Linked DNA regions of Mus musculus: all the other regions are linked to region 1. A link is a contact called in public Hi-C data. All regions are on one chromosome and are shown on one strand. The core of a region is the stretch at or near the end of the contact, and the rest is flanking DNA. Distances in the headings are between cores, read along the strand shown. Region 1 overlaps Adam12 (a disintegrin and metallopeptidase domain 12 (meltrin alpha)). Region 2 overlaps Fank1 (fibronectin type 3 and ankyrin repeat domains 1). Region 3 overlaps Fank1 (fibronectin type 3 and ankyrin repeat domains 1).

The links. A called contact is a pair of places that touch in the nucleus more often than the background predicts.
Region 2: a Hi-C map of embryonic fibroblasts shows a contact between it and region 1, with 2.2 times the contacts expected there. The contact joins two enhancer-like sites. A contact is called at or near these places in 1 of 484 Hi-C or Micro-C datasets (embryonic fibroblasts) and 1 of 115 datasets of contacts at active chromatin or transcription factors (pancreatic cancer cells).
Region 3: a contact with region 1 is called in a Hi-C map of the N1E-115 cell line, with 10 times the contacts expected there. The contact joins two enhancer-like sites. A contact is called at or near these places in 6 of 484 Hi-C or Micro-C datasets (the N1E-115 cell line, embryonic fibroblasts, myocytes and 3 more), 1 of 115 datasets of contacts at active chromatin or transcription factors (fibro-adipogenic progenitors) and 1 of 9 other capture datasets (embryonic stem cells).

The regions. Positions count from the first base shown.
Region 1 is chr7:134,113,364-134,116,426 of GRCm38.p6, forward strand. The region is part of intron 3 of Adam12 (a disintegrin and metallopeptidase domain 12 (meltrin alpha)); the gene reads right to left. Among named protein-coding and RNA genes, the nearest start is that of Gm51501, 62 kb to the left of the region's middle. Within about 2 kb of position 1,673, at least 79 of the 459 cell types and tissues checked have an H3K27ac peak or open chromatin away from gene starts, as enhancers often do. A contact at or near this core is called in the N1E-115 cell line, embryonic fibroblasts and pancreatic cancer cells, where this site is marked.
Region 2 is chr7:133,792,204-133,795,266 of GRCm38.p6, forward strand. The region is part of intron 1 of Fank1 (fibronectin type 3 and ankyrin repeat domains 1); the gene reads left to right. Among named protein-coding and RNA genes, the nearest start is that of Fank1, 17 kb to the left of the region's middle. Within about 2 kb of position 1,473, at least 132 of the 459 cell types and tissues checked have an H3K27ac peak or open chromatin away from gene starts, as enhancers often do. A contact at or near this core is called in embryonic fibroblasts and pancreatic cancer cells, where this site is marked.
Region 3 is chr7:133,856,108-133,859,170 of GRCm38.p6, forward strand. All of the region lies in intron 2 of Fank1 (fibronectin type 3 and ankyrin repeat domains 1), which reads left to right. Among named protein-coding and RNA genes, the nearest start is that of Gm51500, 76 kb to the right of the region's middle. Within about 2 kb of position 1,669, at least 20 of the 459 cell types and tissues checked have an H3K27ac peak or open chromatin away from gene starts, as enhancers often do. A contact at or near this core is called in the N1E-115 cell line, where this site is marked.

The sequences.
Region 1 (3,063 bases), core at 423-2,922:
AAATCCCACCGTGTGACCTGGGTCTGTCTTCCACCAGGCTCTTTATAGTCTTTTGATGCTGTAGTTTCCTGCAGAGGAATCGCAGATTGTATAAACAGGGGCTCTTGGTCTGGGCTCCAGAGGACTACAGGATGTCCCTGGGAGCTGCTGCTCACACAGGCTCACCTTCACTTAAGTAAACCAACATTTGAGTGAGAACAAGCAGCTCTTCCTAGAGTCAACCACAGGGGTGAAGCCGACCGACCCTCTGCTCACATGTTTACTGGGAGGTCAGCAAGGGTGAGGTAGGTGTGCAGGCATTTGTCCAAACTAGTCGAATGTCCAATAATAAACATCGTTATGGAGAGAATGTGCAAGCTAGTTTTCTTCTTGTTATATCAAAGTTTTCTTAAAAAAATTTTTTAAAGAATTTTTAATTCTTCAAAGCTTTTACACTTAACATTTTTCTAACTCTTTTTTCCCTTCTTTCTTTTCTTCTTTCCTTTTTAAAAAAAATGAAAAATGGAAAATTAAATGATTGACTCCTATAGGGTAAAACCCTTGCTTAGATGGAGCCGTTACTAATGTATTGTCACTAACTGAAACTTTATTGACAGAATTGTAGATTAACACACAGTTGTCACGAGGTATCTCTGGCTGGGGAGAGACGAGATGACTCAGCAAGATAAAGGTGCTTGCTACCAAACCTGACATCTGGTTTGACCCCAGAGACTCTTATGTGATTGGGATGTTCTGCCCCACCCCCGTTCCCTGGGACATTTCTGGGGAACAACTTTATCCATGCTGAGATGGGAGGTGGCAGGTCTTGCAAGCGAGGCCTGGTCATAGCTGCTTTCTTGAGACGGGGCAGGACCATTCTGATGCCATTGTGGAAATACATCATAGAACAACTGTGCACTCTGATTGAACATAAATCTGTTTCAAGCTCCCCTTTCCTCTAAGCTGTCCCTGGGAACTCCCCCTCACAAGATATGTTGTTTTGTCAATTTTTCTTTTTTAGGTCAAAAAAGAGAAAAGGAGGGCGTGGGGGCGATGCATACATTATGCTTTGAGTCACCACAGTTTCCTCAGCATTAGGTTTGGCCGCGCTTTTACAACTGGTATCTATCAAAGGGTTTTCATCTGCTTGCCAATGTGTCCTCTGTCCTCATGACTCATGGTGGGGACTCGTTCCTTTCAGCTTAATCTCCACTAGTTTATCATTTCTCTTGTTCCCAGGGGTGTTCCTGGAGGGGGAGCGTGGTGCTGGAACCCAGTGAACTCAGACACAAAGGAATTACCAGATTTCTCTTTGTGTGAAGAAAGGCAGCGAGTGGCTCTGTTCATGAGTGAGCCTGCTTGGAGATTACAATGAGGCATCTGCTTCTTATACAGCAGAGCGGGGCAGGGTTGAGAAACATCTGCCCCAGACAGGTCTTCTGATAGATAGCTCTTGGATTCACTTGGACTGATAACATCCCTTGGGGGTGGGGATGACAGGGTCTCCTCACACGCCATCCTGCTTGTGCTGTGGAGACTCCCTCATGGCAGGACACTGGGAAGAGGAGTGGAGAGCCTGGGATAAACTGTGATAAGACATGGTTCCTGTCAGGCCTGAGCTTGTACAGGCTCTGTGAGAGTAGCCTCTGGAAGGACTGGTAGGTCCTAAGCATTCCTGACTTCTCTTCCCTGGAGAGCTCCCATCCTGTTCCTGGAGACAGGATGTCCTTGAGTCATCACCAGCTCATCTACTCCATGCTGTGCTCAAGCTGAAGATTCAGCCCAGTTCTTGGCCCTGGCCCAGGTCTCCCCTAAGCAGTGCATCCTATCCCCTGACCCCTGCCTTCTTTTCATAAGCTTCCATCTTCAGAATGGGTAAAAAGTTGGACTCTGCAGGTCACAGGTTAGGGTCTGGATCTAGTGCTATCACCTATCAATTGACTCAGTTGGTCATTGTGTCCTCTGGAGAACAGGGACAGCTGTCATATACACTGCACAGAGCTGATGCCAGGGAAAAGCAGACAGTTGGAGAGAAGTGCCGCTGAGCACATCCAGGGCTCCATCGTGGCTGACTGTTTTCTTTAGCATTAGGCCCCGTCTGAAGCCTGGCCCCAGGGATGCTCTTCTTCCCTCCCGCACTCCCTGTGAACAAGGTAACAGAGTCCGCCTGGAGTGATTCTGCTGTGCAGCACTGGTCTGACTTCCCCAGCTTTGTGCCGGGCTGTAGTCCACACTGTCCCGGGGATTCCCATGGAGCATCCGCAGCAGCCACACTCTTTAGGCATAAAGGTCCTCAGCTGTTTTGCAATCATGTTCCCAGGCCACGGTCAAGCTACTTGACACACTGCCATCTCTGGGGAGTACTTTCTCCTTTCTGGAAGGACTCCTTGACATGCTCAGTAACTTCTAACACAGCTTTAAAAGTGTGCCAACTAGAAAAAAAAACAACTGTAAATTAGACACATTTTCTGCACTTTGACTTGAGCTCCGCAAGATACAAATTCATGGGTTCTTGTGTCACATGCTCTTGTCAAGAGTCACTGGCGGCATCAGGAGGAGGCACACACTGAGTGCCTTGATCAGTCTGGGCATTTCTAAAGTCTTGTACCAGCTCTTACTTTATTCCATAGGACCCTCAATGTGGCCTCGTTGGTTGATAGCCCTGAGGCAAGTACTGGGTGGTGGCTGGGGCAGGTTCCTTCTAGAATTACTGAGACAGTATTGGTGGCTAGAAGCTGGCTTAGGCTTGCTTGTAGATGTGAGATGTTGCTCTTTTTTTTTTTTTTTCCAGACAGGGTTTCTCTCTGTGTAGCCTGGCTGTGCTGGAACTCCCTTTGTAGAGCACGTTGGCCTTGTATTTACAGAGGTCCATCTGCCCATGCCTCCAAGTGCTGGGATTAAAGGCATGAACAACCACACCCAGCCTGCTACTTTTTATCCTAAGGAGTTGAAGCAGGTTGGTGACAACTTTGATTGTGTTCTGAGTTCAGTTCATGCTTGTTCTCAGGCTCAGCTTCCTCCTGCCCCTACAACACACAGTTGCCTTCAAAATATAGCCTCTTTATCCCAGAGAGAACTGGCAAA
Region 2 (3,063 bases), core at 223-2,722, 320 kb before region 1:
AGGCTGTCTATATGATGAGAAAAGAAAACACAATCCCCAACAGCACCTGTCAGCAGACAAGAAATGTGGTATCAAACATGCTCTATCAAGGTCTGCTTATGAAAAGGTCTCCTTAGCTTTGGACCTGAGTCCCACATTGTCAGTCTGCAGAGACTGAGGACTGGGCTGCTGTCAGTGTCCTGATCACTATGCGGGTTGGCTGACTGAAGGTAAAACAGAATCAGCAATCACACAGCATCCTGCCCCACCCCCACCTCACCCCGTCTTGGGGTTACCAGAGATCTTTCTCACGGAGGTCAAGTAGAACTTCCGCTTTGGGATGCCACTGGTGAAAATTATTTGCACATGGGATAAAGCCTGTTGGTTCTGCCATTTTAAAGGACTAATACCTGTGCCACAAACGTGTTGGGGGGGGGGAGGGGGGAAGGAGCGATGAACCCAGATCACCACGCTCCTTCCCTTAGCTTGGGGACCAGCATTACCATAAGTTGCTAACTCATTAAGATAATCTTTTTTTCTTTTTAAAGATGATTCTCACTATGTACCTTTGGCTGGTCTGGCCTTCCAGATGTAGATCAGGCTAGTCTAGGTCTCCCAAGAGACCTGCCTGTCTCTGAGTTTGAGATTAAAGGCATTTGCTGGGTACTGTAGGTATTGTATCATATTAACTGTCTCTTCCCATAGTACTAACTGAAATCATTGGCAACCTGAACTTCTTGCCTTCTGTGAGACGTCTGGCTGTTGGAAATCTAAATTGATGTGGTGTGAAGACACTAATGAGATAAACATCTGGTTGGCCTGCTGCTTCTATCTAACATGCTGTGACTTCAGTGTGAGCCAGTGCTAGCCAGCCACTTGGACCCCCTAAAAAGCTTCTAAAGAGCTTTAAGTGAGGTGCCACATGTCTGTAATCACAAACCTTGGGAAGTCAGCTATCCACTTACACTCTGTCTCCTCAAAACCCCCAATGTTTCAGAAAGCACAAAATGTAATGATTCACCAGGCAGTGGTGGCACACGCCTTTAATTCCAGCACTTGGGAGGCAGAGGTAGGCAGATTGCTGAGCTCGAGGCCAGTCTGGTCTACAGAGTGAGTTCCAGGACAGCCAGGGATATACAGAGAAACCCTGTCTCGAAAACACCAAAAAAAAAAAAAAAAAAAAAAAAAAAAAAAAAAGTAATGACTCCCGTGTCTTGGGAATACAAGACAGTGACTCACTGGCAATGAGCCCAGTTACAATTTGTCTGTTTGATTCTTGGGAAGGGAAAGAACAAGCAGACAGACAGGTGCTGAGGAAGGGTTGTTGCTTCCCGCCCCATGATCCCAGAGCTGTGTCAATGACTTGCTACTCTTTGATGATTACAAACGTCTGATTCAAAGGTTTCTCTTCTCTGACACCTAAACTCCATCCTCCAGTGGCCTGCCAAGAGCTGGGACTGTCCCAAGGCTTGGTGCCCTGTGAGCTCTCCTTACAGCCCTGTCAGTATGAGTCAGGCTGGCTTGCCACAGCTCTTTCCTGCTAAATGTGTCTCTTGTGATGACACTCTGCCCCACTTCAGCTGGCATCTGTTTACTTTGAGTTAATTTTAGATAGAGCAGATTAATCATTACATCGCAATGATGCCAGCAGCACAGTTGGCAAGTCACAGAGGGGCACAGGAATCAGGAATCCTGACTGAGTGTCAGCCCCTGCCTCTCTCCAGTTGGGATAGGTGGGTAAGAGGAGAGACAGACCTTCCCTTTGGGATCCCTGTGGATGAACAGAGCTGTGCCTGGTGCCTGCCGCCGGGCCTGGCCTATGATGACTGTGCATGCCATGCCAGAAGAGTTAGCAGAACAAGATCCAGAAGAGAATAAATAGAATCAGATTTGAGTCAGGAAGCCCAGGCCCGGAAGTCTGACAGCGCAGAGCTTGTGGGTGTTATTGGGGCAGACCTGTCCTCTTTCACAGGGCAGCAGCTAGCTGGAATCTCTGCATCACTTTAGCCTTAGAATGGTTGCTTCTCCCCAATACCTCCTGCCCTCCTGGAATTAATCAGAGCAAACTCCACTTTGGGGAGTGTGGTGGTTTCCAGTGTCATACAGGGCGACCACATTTATCTTATAGATTTGTGTTCCTTTTCCCCTTCATTGCCCACATTCGTTTCTGCTTCTTTTCTGTTCTTTTTGGTCTCATTTGTTATCTCTGTGCCTGACCCCCACCAGGTCAGAAGCTCGGCTTGCTAGACAGGGAGGTGAGGCACAGGCACTTACCTCATCACTTGACTTAGAAGGACAGGGCAGAGAGCTGGATAGAGACTACCACGTGATGCGCGGAAGAGACATGCTTTCTTCCCTTGCTTTCTCTCTTTTCTCTCAGGACCTGGTTCATGCTGGGCAACGGATTGTGCCACTGAGCTATGTGCCAGCCCCCAAAGTGTTCCTTCTCAACTATATCAGTACTGAAGATTAAAAACTCAATTCTTCCTAGCAAGGAAAATAAATATGAATTTTCAACTGGGCTTTGTAGACCCTTGAAGGATTTGGTTTCTGCCATGCTCTCTGCCCGCCCAGCCTTGGGAAGCAGTTTTTCCTCCTGCTATGGCCCTAGTGGAGAGGCAGCAAGCTTAGAGGCTCCTAGCTGAAGAGTGTCCTTTCCTTCCCTGAAGTGAGGTCTGTGTGTTCAGGGCTGGATTCCAAAGGTGGGGCTGCTGGCAGCAAGCTGTGTGATTAACCGAGGAGACAACAGTAAAGACCAGGAAAGGCTGGGTAGACAGGTAGGTCTGGTTCCTCCACATTTGAGGTCAGCAGGGTGTGTGCCAACCTGGCTTGGCCCTAACTCCAGTGTCTAGCTATCAGTCCTGCTGTCTGACCAGCTTCCCAAGGCTGGCCAGTCTGCTGCCCACAGATCTCTTGGAGAAACAAGGACTCAGCTCATGGGTGGGTGTGATTTAGCCTTTAAAAGATGGTTTTCAAACATTGGTAAGATGGTGGCTGACATACAGATGTAAAATAATTACCCTTAGCCAGGTGTGGTGGCACGGGCCTTTAATCCCAGCACTCGGGAGGCAGAGGCAGGCAGAT
Region 3 (3,063 bases), core at 419-2,918, 260 kb before region 1:
TCTTCTTCTTCTTCTTCTTCTTCTTCTTCTTCTTCTTCTTCTTCTTCTTCCTCCTCCTCCTCCTCCTCCTCCTCCTCCTCCTCCTCCTCCTCGTTGTTGTTGTTGTTGTTGTTCTTCTTCTTCTTCTTTTTCTCCTTCTTCTCCCTCTCTCTCCTTGTTTCTTTCTTTGATACCAAGTGCCCAGGGTTCATCTAGACAGATACCAGCCACGTGCACCAGCCTCCAGCTGATACAGTGTCTGCGTCATTCAGTTGGCCCCAGAAGCCTGGCTGTGGTCTGGCCAGAGAACAGTCTGGGATAGCGGTCTGCCATCCAGAGCTGGTGGCATCATCTGCACACCCTGGCTCCAAGGGCCTTTTAGTGAAAGGTTTTATCCCTTGGAAAAGTGTGTGCATGTATCTGACCACTAGGTGGCAGGCTTGGACTGCAGCAGCCTCAACCTCATTCATCTTCCACCTCATTAGATCATTAAGGCAAATGCCTTCTTTACTAGGATGGTTATCTACTGCATGCTGGGCTGGTGGTACTGGGGCTTCCTCATGCCCTGGCAGTTTGGCTCTGGTCCATCAGCACTTTGTAGTCTGTATCACTGGAGTGATCTTTGGCTTGGGTTTCCCTTATACTTCTCAGAAGTACAGTTACCTAGTTTTGTGGGTTCCCCCTCTGCTCCCCTTCCTGAGGCCAGGGTATTCTGTTCTATTTCTGTCTGGTTCCTGTGTGTCCCACGCCCTGAACTACCCAGAATTTGCCAGTGAGATGAGTCTTTTTGCTCGTTGTCTCTTCTTTCTAACCTGAAGGTTGACTTGTTGTTTGTTTTTTTCACTCTCATTTGTCATATCATCTCAAGTGGGTCTTCTCTACATGGAAGGTGAAGGCTGCCATACAGTCTGACTCCTTAGGGTATTGTTTAATCATGTTCCACTGTGAAGGTTGTTCCCTTTTAAAGCTGTCCGTGTGTATGTGTGTGTGCACTCATGTGCATGTATGCACATATTTGTGTTGTCTGTTTCTTTGTGTGATATACATGGTGCATGTGTGTGTGTGTGCAGCTTGTCCACACCTGCTTGATTACCTCTTCTTTCTGAGCACAAACTGTCTCTGATGTAGGCACTTCCTGTCTTTTGAATATGCCTTGGCATCCTCTCTGTGTGTTTCTTGTTCTCTGTGCCCTTGTCCTGCCAGAGTAATATTCTGCATCAACTGTCTTGCTGTCTTACTGTTGCCCTTCCTTGCTGTGACAGTTGTCACCCTCTTGTGCTTTTTATTCACGTCATGTCATGTATTACTGAGTGCACATGACATTGCAAACAGTGTCCCAAAAGCCAGAAATATGGCACTGGAGTCAGATAGGAATTCCTCATGTTGAGAAAAACACCTGCTAAATGAGACATGCAAGTAAAAATGTATAGTGTGTCAGGGGTGCTAGGTCCTAAAGAAGAAAGAATGGGGCAGGTTAGGGGTCTGGGACCAGGATTAAGGGCCTGAAGCAAGTGTGGGGTACTGAAGGGGACTTTCCAGGCCAAAGCAGTGTCAAACAGGAAAGCTCATGGAGGAATGTGGAGAAGAGGTGTGAGCAGGTGGGGGTGTTGATGAGGTCGACAAGGTAGCAAGAGGTAAAGGTGTGGCTGTGACTTATCCAGAGAGCACTGGCTTTTACTAGAAAGAGGTTGGGGGGAGCAAGTGAAGTTGTTCGTCCAGAAGAGGCAGGGTCTACATGGTCTATGAGGGCCACTGTGGCTGCCTGAGATGAGGCTGTGGGAGGAGGGGCAGTAGGCAGCAGAGAGGATTAATCAGGAAGCTTGTGCCATAATTGAGGGGGGAGACAGAGGAGGAGTGTGTGAACTGTTTGGACACAGGATGCTTTTAGTGAAAGATTTAAAGCATTTGCAAGTGGATCCCGGTTCAGGCCTGTAATCCCAGGTACTTGGGAGGCCAAGACAGAGGAGGTCACTTGAGGCCAGGAGATGGGGACTAGCCTAGACAGATTTCCAAGGCTTCACCTCAAAAACCAAAGCAGAACACCTTAAAGTTTGCCAGTGTACTAGACCTCTATTAACTACAGGGTGTGAGTGAATGCCCTCAGGCAAGGGAGACTGTGTGTAGACTTGCATGTGCACACGTGCTCACACCACACCGTACCACACACTCACACACACACACACTCACAGGCATGCCCACCCATACCTTAGGGGACCAACCCTACCCAAACCATAGTGAGGACGCTCACTGAGCGATATAGTCTACCCATTCCTAAGAGTCACCTGCTCCAGTCTGAGCCATCCTTACTTTCTAGATTATAATTTTCAGCCCATGTAGTATTTCTGGACATTTATTCTGCTTGGTTTAGAGAGGTCACATTGTGGTGAGTGTATTTATGTTTCTCATGCTTGTCTGATTTTTTAAAAATTCAAACACTTTTTTTAATGCAATCAGAACCATTCTTTATTATCTTATATGGCTGTATAGCCAACTGTGTGTCTGTCTGTCTCCCAGCTGCCTGTGATGGCACTGGCTTCTGCTCCACTTTGGCAGGCGCAGCAGTCTTCTGATGGCTGGAAGCTGGCATGCAGGATGCTTCCTGGACTTTCTCTCTATCACTGCTGGCTACTGTCCAGGGGCTCCATCTTGCCATGCGGCCTCTCTATAGCAGGGAGTTAGAACTCCTCATAGTGGCTGACTCCCATTGCACCTGTGCGAAAGCTACAGGTTTCTCATCACCCAACCTCAGCATCACCCAGCTCCTCTCCTGCCACCTTCCTCCCATTCCAGGGCACAGGGTTAGACTCTTACCTGTGCCTCTGCATTGATGGATGGATGGCCTTGTTGAATGTGCACCTTTTTTGTTTGTTTGTTTGTTTGTTTGTTTGAGTGAAGAGGGATGGCTGTACAAAGTAAAGATACCAGAATGGAGCTGACTTTGCCAACAGAGGGCAGGGAACAGGGCCTGATGTTAGAGAGGTCCAATGATCAGGTTATTATTTATTTTTTTTGGCTCTGTTGGATTTTGGTGCCTGAAGTAACTTTGTGGTGGTTCAAGTTACTAATTTCTCCTGGAATCTCAAT